2 separate regions of the Gossypium hirsutum genome follow, and region 1 is linked to region 2. The links are chromatin contacts, called in public Hi-C maps. All regions are on one chromosome and are shown on one strand. The core of a region is the stretch at or near the end of the contact, and the rest is flanking DNA. Distances in the headings are between cores, read along the strand shown. Region 1 has its middle 11 kb from the start of LOC107920305. Region 2 holds the start of LOC121202911 (probable CCR4-associated factor 1 homolog 7).

Region 1 (3,703 bases), core at 1,092-3,591, 85 kb after region 2:
AAAATCTAAAGAGTTGTTCAATAATTGAATTGGAGGCAATTCAAACAAATTGATGAGTCCGTAAAACCTAGTTATACTTGTTAGTATTTGGTAGGTGTCTCTGTCTCTATCAGCATGGAAATGAATATGTTGGATTGAATTTCATGACATGACTCAATTTCAGATATGTTTCTTGACGAACTTGAATTCTCAGATTATGTTTCTTTGAAATTAGATGCTTTTAAACAATATTTCTGGGGCTAATATTTGATGAAGTAAAGCAGATTACAAAGTGCCCAGGAATCATCATTGACAGGTCCTTGGACAAAATTTTGCATCAGCCAGGTGGATTCTTGTTGATTAACACCTCAGCTTATTGCAAATAAGCTATCACTTGGCTGCTTAATTCAACCTTTAATAATCATCATTCCAGGTGATTATAGGATGTTTACAACCCTCTAAATAAATAATCATTTGTATTTGAAGATATATATCACAATTCGATCCAATCTGTTAGGATATGTTCTGAGAGTATAATTTGGAATTATTTCTTTCTTTCAAAGATACTCGTAATTTCTTTAAGCTTTTGTTACTTTCAAGTGCACTTTTCAAAGGCAGACCGTAACAATAGTCTTGTTCCATCCTCTCAAATTTTGAGAATTGATATTTTTAGAAAATTGTAAGTAACCCCTTAAAATTTTGAAAATTCTCATTAATCTCACAAAATTTTAAAAAATTTAATTCGACCCTAATTTTTTTCTTTAAAATTATTTTTTTATTAAGCCCTTAAAAATCTTTAAAAATTTTACTAAACTCCCTTTAAACTTAATCCTAATCCTAGAATCTGATTGTTGATATATGGTTTATAAATACAAAACTTTGGAAGAAATGTGGGTATAAAAAAATAATTTGGATTTATACTCTTACAACACTACTCAACCTGCTGAAAAGCTACGTGTTCAATGAAAGATTTGAATAGACTTTGATTATGTCATGGTTAGTTGTCCATACAAAGTGTTGGGGAGCCATGGGTTGTTGGTCTGGCTCCTTATAACATCCAGAGGATACCAACCATTAATCTAGGAAATAAATAAAAATAATACAAAATATCATATTGTACCAACATTTTTTAATTTCTTAATTGAATTAAAAGAATTATTAAAAAAACATTTTGGTTTAAAAAATAACAATCATTATAACAAATATACTTTTTTTTATTTTATACAAAATCTATAAAAGAAAGTACTTCAAATTAAAAAAATTTACAAATGGTGGAAATTGAATCTAAGATTAGAAAGATTCATTGGTTGAGGAGTCACATTTTGGTTGAGTTATTGTATGGTATTGACATGATCCATATTTATCCAAACTTAACTCTCGAAATATGGGTCTCAACTTTTGTTCAATTCTACTGACTTTTGTAAATAATTAACCTAAAAACACATTTTAAGCTCATCGATATTTCTTTTAAAGATTAATTTGTGCTAGTTTTAATTTAATGTTTATTAATCTTATATATTTTTATTAAAAATTTAAACATAGAAAAAATATTTTTTATTTTTTTAAAAGGTGAATACTCGACCAATAAATTTAAAATTTTATTCTTTTATTAAATATTTTTAGAAAATAAACACTCGACGAATAAAATCAGAATTTTGTTTTCTTACTAAATATATGCATGGTTCCATTTGCTTAACCTCCAATGCTCCGGAAAACGAAGAGTTTGAAGTTCAGGAGTACAAATTGGGCCAAAAGGTCAGGGTTTGACCGACCCAAGAAACAGCTAAAGTGGCGCCGCTGCACCGCTTTAACCTACTCTCCTTTTTTTTCTTTCTTTAGTTTTATTTTATTTTTCGCTTGGATACCCATACGTATATTTAAATGCACTAAAATTCTACGGGCAACCCCTATACTATTAATTTTGTGTAGATTGAATCCTTCTATTATTTCATTTATGGTTAAAATATGCCATAGATCCTTGTATTTTTTACCAATTTAGAAATTTAGTTCCTTTACTTTTATTTCCCAAAATTTAGTCCTTCTATGTTTTAGATTTCAAAATTTAAGTCTAATTGTTAGTAATGTTAATTTTTTATTAAACTTTCGTTAGTGAGCCATTTTGAAATAAAAAAATACTTATTTTGTAGCAATATAACTAAAAAAATAATATTTTAATAAATTTATATTTAATAAAATAATTTTAATAATGCTATCAATTGAACTTAAATTTTAAAATATGAAAAATAAGATTAAATTTCTAAAAATAAAAGTATAGGAACTTGCTCCTTATACTTAGTACCCAATAAACTTGGGCGGAAAACATAGTCCAACCAAATACCACTAGCCCACCAAGGGTTGGCCTCAAAGGCCCACGCCACCTAAGCTTTAGAGGGACCATCCCTCTCTGGAACGTCAATGTTCCTCCCATGTAAGAGTATCACGCTCTCAAAGCTCCCTCTTCAACAGCTCTCTCAATGCTTTAAAAAGCATACAGAGTTCTCCTAAGCAACTCAGTCAAATGCTTAGTCAAGCAAAGCATAAAAAGTATGAGGAAGCTAACGACTTTGAAAAATCGGACTAACTCAACAGCATCGACAGGGCAGGAGCCAAAAAGCCTATAAATAAGGTAGCATGTCTGCAGCAGAGGTAGGAGACCTCACCCTGCTACCTAACATTCTTATATACTTCATCCACTAAGCACAGTGCTGACTTAAGCATCGGGTTTTGACTTTTCTTTTCCCTTTGCAGATCTCTAACGAGCCTCATCACTAAAAATGACCTCAACAATTCGCGTTGTCTGTGGGAACCCTTTTTGGGAGCTATGGATTCTTCAGCCAAACTGCATGTTTAGATCCTTATCTATACCCATTTAAAAATATCACGTAGTGATGAAAATGAAAAATATTAATAATAGGAAGAATAATAATGTAAATTACCTATTTTTATTTTTATGAGTGGATAGTAGTAATGATTACTAATGATGATATACCTCCCACGGTTTCAAAATTTTGACATAAGTGTTACTTACAAGTGCCCTCTCCTGTTAATTTTTTATTATTTTATTTTTCCCAAGTCCTATTAACTTAAATATTGCTGTCGAGCGGTTTGTTTGTTCCCTTTTGATTGTATTAGTTTTCGAGCTGATTACTATTTGTTTATTTTTCTCTTCTATTAATTTTTTCTTTTTCCTTCATTCACTTTATATATTTTCTTTTTTCAGTTTCTAAATTTATTTTATAAATATTTTTGTTATTTTCACAAGTTATCATGGAGAGACACATTACTTCCCTTTTCGGAAACTGTTAGTAGTTCTTCGCTGGCTTGCTATTATATTTATATTTTGAAAATATTTTAAAATAATAAATAATTTCACGAGTCGATTTGAACTCATGTTGTCTTAAGTTTCATATGTTTTTTTTGTTTGTTTTCCATTGTTTAATAAATCTCACTTTTATAAGCTTTTGCCAGCTCTTATAGAACATGTTTCTCTTGTCGATTTATAAGTGTTTGTTTTCTCCAATTTGATAGATGCTAGGTTCTCTTGTCGATTTTTGCATGCTACTTTTGCCCATCCGAAGTTAAATTTTCTTATTGTATTAAATGTTTACAATTACTCTAAATATTTCGTATTTAAATTGTGACAAAATTAATCATCAACATGTTATAATATGCTATTGATACTAAAACTGAAGCTTTTACTAAGTCGATGGAGCGTATCCATCAT
Region 2 (4,269 bases), core at 278-2,777:
GTCCATTCTCAACACCAAGACCATATAACACACCAGCATATTTCTCGGCCAAACCACTAAAGAAATTTTCTTTCAGTTTCATGAATGTACAACAAGTAAGCAAACTATCTGAACCAGCTTGGTGACAAATACCAATCCTCTCCACTTCTAACAGCTCTGCAAGCTTGTTCAACCCACCATGTAGGCTATTGCAAAACTTCATCAGATGCTTGATATCATATAGAGTCGGGAAATAAATCTTAATCAAACTAAAGAACCCTGTCTGTGTTTCAGGAAGATTCTTGCAAGTGAGCAACTTAAGCAAATACCCAAAATCGTAGCCGCTATGAAAAGTCACCCAATGCACATTATCATTCAAAACAATCCCAGATGACATTAACAATTCACTGAAGTCATGAGAACTAATGCCCTTTTCTTTGTTCTTCTGAAAATCAATGCCACTTTGAGACAAAAGCTCAATGGAGTCATTAGCATAGACATCCTCATTAGGATCGAATTCGCGGAAATTGAATTGCCAAACACAGTATTTATCAGTTCCACAAGTAGGCAAATTCCCTTTGGCATCAGAGAAAGTAAGACCCAACTGAATCAGTTTCAAAAGATCAACATTTGCTTTCAAGGTTTGGTAATTGTAATCAAAACTGCTCTTGAAATTGCCTATTGGGCGTAGAACAATGCCCGGGAACTCAGTGTCCATAGCAATGAAGGGGTAATCATCCACAATATCTCGAATTAACTCGAATTCACAATTCAAATTCTCGTCCCAAACTTCCCTTATGTGAATTGATTCACTTTTCGGCAAAATCGACATCTTCCTTCGGAAAAAAAGAAAAAAAAAAAGTAACAAAGCTTTGATTTCTAGAACAACTATATAAAGGGAAACAAAAAACCAATTCTCCAGAATCTGCAAATAACAACATAAAAAACCATTTAAGTACGCATTTCTCCTTATCAACAGATAACAGTAACCCATATCTTGAAAATCCAATCAAAGCCTTCAAATTTCAAAAAAAATAGAAAGAAAAAAATGGACAATGAAGGTAAAGAACATGAGATCTTACCCTGGAAAACGTTGCAGCTGAGGGCAAAAAAATATATAAAAATGAGATTCGAATCGAAATCTGTAGGGGCTTTAGAAAGATGAAATGAATGACGGTAGGAGGAGGGTTTATGGATTCTTTTTTATGATATTTTTTCTTTTTTTGGTTTTCTTAAAGAAAATGACAAATTGAAATTTTGGGGGCGTATAAGTTTTCCTTTCTTCTTTTTTTTTTTTTAACAAAAATGGAATTTTATGGGATGAAGAAGATAAAGAAAGCTTTTATCCAAAAGCCTCCCTGTGCTTCACATTGTAACAGCATCAACATTGAAGAGATAAAATCATGAAGTGAGAGAAGAGAGAAAGACCAGGCGCTTTATATGACGAAGCTTTTATACCAATATACTTTTTTCACTTGCCTCCTCTGTTGCTTTCACCTTCCGCCATTGTATCGTTTCGGTTTTTATTTATTTATTTATATTGCATTATGTTTTTGGATTGTTTATGGATATTATTTATTATTATTTTATGTTTATTTTTGTTATATGGTGGTATACTATATGGAAGGTCCAATCCTACAAGGTCCAATTCGACTATCCGACCTAAACTATGGTGATATAATCCTCATGCCACTTCGATTTTGGAGTCTGAGCTTGTCAAGCCTTGACCTTGCAGGCCAAACTCAACAAGTTTGGCCCGAATGTCATGCTTTCAACTAATCATTGCATCCTTAAGACCCACACAATCTCAAGGAAATATATTGGGAAAATCCCTAAAGACACCCATCACCCATCACCCATCACCCATCACCCATCACCCATCACATGCAATAACTCACTCGTCTAGTCTTTTCTCGCCCACCTTTAAATTCTTGAAAATTTGATCATCTTTGTTTAAAATAAAGTGAGATGTTTAAAATTTAATAATATAATTTTAAATATAGTTTTTTTATAATTTAAATTTTATATTTATTCAAAAATATAATTATATTCCATAACTAATTTTTTAATCAATAAATCAAATAAATTTTATAACTTAAAATTTCACCATTTAATTTTTGAGTTTATCCAAAAACCACTTTTGAAAAATCTTGATTTTATTTTCTTTTAAATAAATAATATATAAAGTAAATTAGAAATCAGTATCAAAAAGGCTTTCATAGCTCAGTTGGTTAGAGCACCCGTTTAGTAAGCGGGAGGTCTTGAGTTCGACTCTCAATGAAAGCAATTTGCCTCCTTTTTGGCTATTCCCTGTTTTATGGGATTTCCTTCGTTGACAAATTCGCTACACTCTCGCGGTTGTCGGCGTTCGCAACCGCCATCAGAGTTCTAAAATTAAAACCCTAAAACCCAATTTCTCGTTAAACCAAATCCCTAATTCACCCGCTTTCTCCTTTCCCGCTCCTCGGCGGAGGCGATGGCGGAGCCACCGGAGTCGAGTCTCGCGACTGTTACCTCAAGATCTACGCTGTTAAAAAGCCCGACAAAGTCGACCCGAATGAGCAAAGGTTCGGTAAGTGACTCAATTGCGCTTTATCCAATGACCCCTTAAGAGAACCTTGCGTCATTGATAAACTAGGCAATATTTTTAACAAGGAAGCTCTTGTTCAAGCCCTAATTCACCCGCTTTCTCCTTTCCCGCTCCGCGGCGGAGGCGATCGCGGAGCCACCGGAGTCGAGTCTCGCGACTGTTACCTCAATATGTACGCTGTTAAAAAGCCCGACAAAGTCGACCCGAATGAGCAAAGGTTCGGTAAGTGACTCAATTATGCTTTATCCAATGACCCCTTAAGAAAACCTTGCGTCATTGATAAACTAGGCAATATTTTTAACAAGGAAGCTCTTGTTCAAGCTTTGTTGGGCAAGAAGTTTCCCAAAGGGTTCAGACATATTAAGGGGTTTAAAGGTATCATAATATTAAGTTGATGGTGCCGTGTTTCAGTGCCTGATTATGGGGCTTGAATTTAATGGGAAGTATAAGTTTTTTGCATTACAGAACTGCGGGCATGTGGTTAGTGCTAAGGCTTTGAAAGAGGTGAAGTCATCAGCTTGCTTGGTTTGCCATAAGGAGTTTGTGGAGTCTGATAAGGTGGTGATTAATGGGAGTGAGGCGGAGGTAGCTGCTTTGAGGGAGATGATGAAGGAAGAGAAGGCAAAAACGGTGAAGGGGAAGAAGAACGAGGGATGGATGTTCTGGATGGGGAGAAGGGTTTTAAGGGATTGAGTAATGGTGAGATCAAGAAGTTTAGAGCTGCGGATGCGGCACAGGCTCATGCTACTAAGGAAGTATATGCTTTGATATTAACTTCTTCGAAGAAGTCAGATTTAAGGAAACTTTTACGTGCAGATCACTCCCATTCGGTCGAAACTGATGATAGGCTGGTATTATTCTCTCTTCTATGCTAGTTCATGAAGGGAGAATATTGATGTTGTTTGAGTAGTATTTTTTAGGTTCTTATATGTATGTGTGTATTGAAACTAAATTTAGATATACTTGTTTAACCTAATTTTAGCGGGTATGTAATTTCGATTGATTGTGTAGTGTATTTTGGTAGACAACGTTGAATTTGGGCTTTGGTCCTCAAACATGGAGGAAAAGAGGAATGGGTGTTGGACATCGGGAGAAGGGCTTTAAAGGATTGAATAATGGTGGGATGAAGAAGTTTAGAGCTGCGGATATGGTGCCAGCTAATGCTACTTAGGAAGTTTATTCTTCCATATTTTACTACTTAGAAGAAGTCGGATTTTAAGGGAACTCTTACGTGTAGATCACTCCGCTGGGTTGAGACTGATGGAATGGTATGATTCTATTCCAAATTTTTGGGTTCTTATACATGTTGAAATTGAATTGTAATATACTTGTATGAACCTAATTTTAGTACATGTGTAAATTCAATTGATTATGAAGTGCATAACATGCTTTGTTGCTTGCTCTGATATGATGTATTTTGGAAGACTGTTGAGTTTGGTGTTTGTTTTTCAAGATAGGCCTTCTCTCCCTAGAAGCTATTGATTTCAGCAAAAGTGCAATCAGGTCGGAGAAATAATCAAGGCAAGAGATAGACAAGTCCTGGCAATCCCTAGGAAGTCTCATGAAAGGACCTTAGACGGAATAACATGTCAAGTCTAAAGCATGTAAATTTGTTTCATAAACTAAAGTATCAGTACGAATTAACCTATACATGATGCAGATGCTCTAACCTATTTCTAACATTTGAACATTTAAGTGAA

The links. A called contact is a pair of places that touch in the nucleus more often than the background predicts.
Region 1: a contact with region 2 is called in a Hi-C map of leaf, with 2.4 times the contacts expected there. The contact joins the enhancer-like site here to the promoter of LOC121202911 in region 2. A contact is called at or near these places in 3 of 34 Hi-C or Micro-C datasets (anther and leaf).

The regions. Positions count from the first base shown.
Region 1 is chrA07:3,388,135-3,391,837 of Gossypium_hirsutum_v2.1, forward strand. No RefSeq gene overlaps it. Among protein-coding and RNA genes, the nearest start is that of LOC107920305, 11 kb to the right of the region's middle. Within about 2 kb of position 2,342, at least 4 of the 9 cell types and tissues checked have an H3K27ac peak or open chromatin away from gene starts, as enhancers often do. A contact at or near this core is called in leaf, where this site is marked.
Region 2 is chrA07:3,303,791-3,308,059 of Gossypium_hirsutum_v2.1, forward strand. LOC121202911 (probable CCR4-associated factor 1 homolog 7) reads right to left here and starts at 1,528. Exons shown (of 2, transcript XM_041117203.1): 1 at 1,062-1,528; 2 at 1-904. The coding sequence starts at 811. It overlaps TRNAT-AGU (transfer RNA threonine (anticodon AGU)), which reads left to right and starts at 2,192; the gene lies at 2,192-2,265. It also overlaps the pseudogene LOC107899822.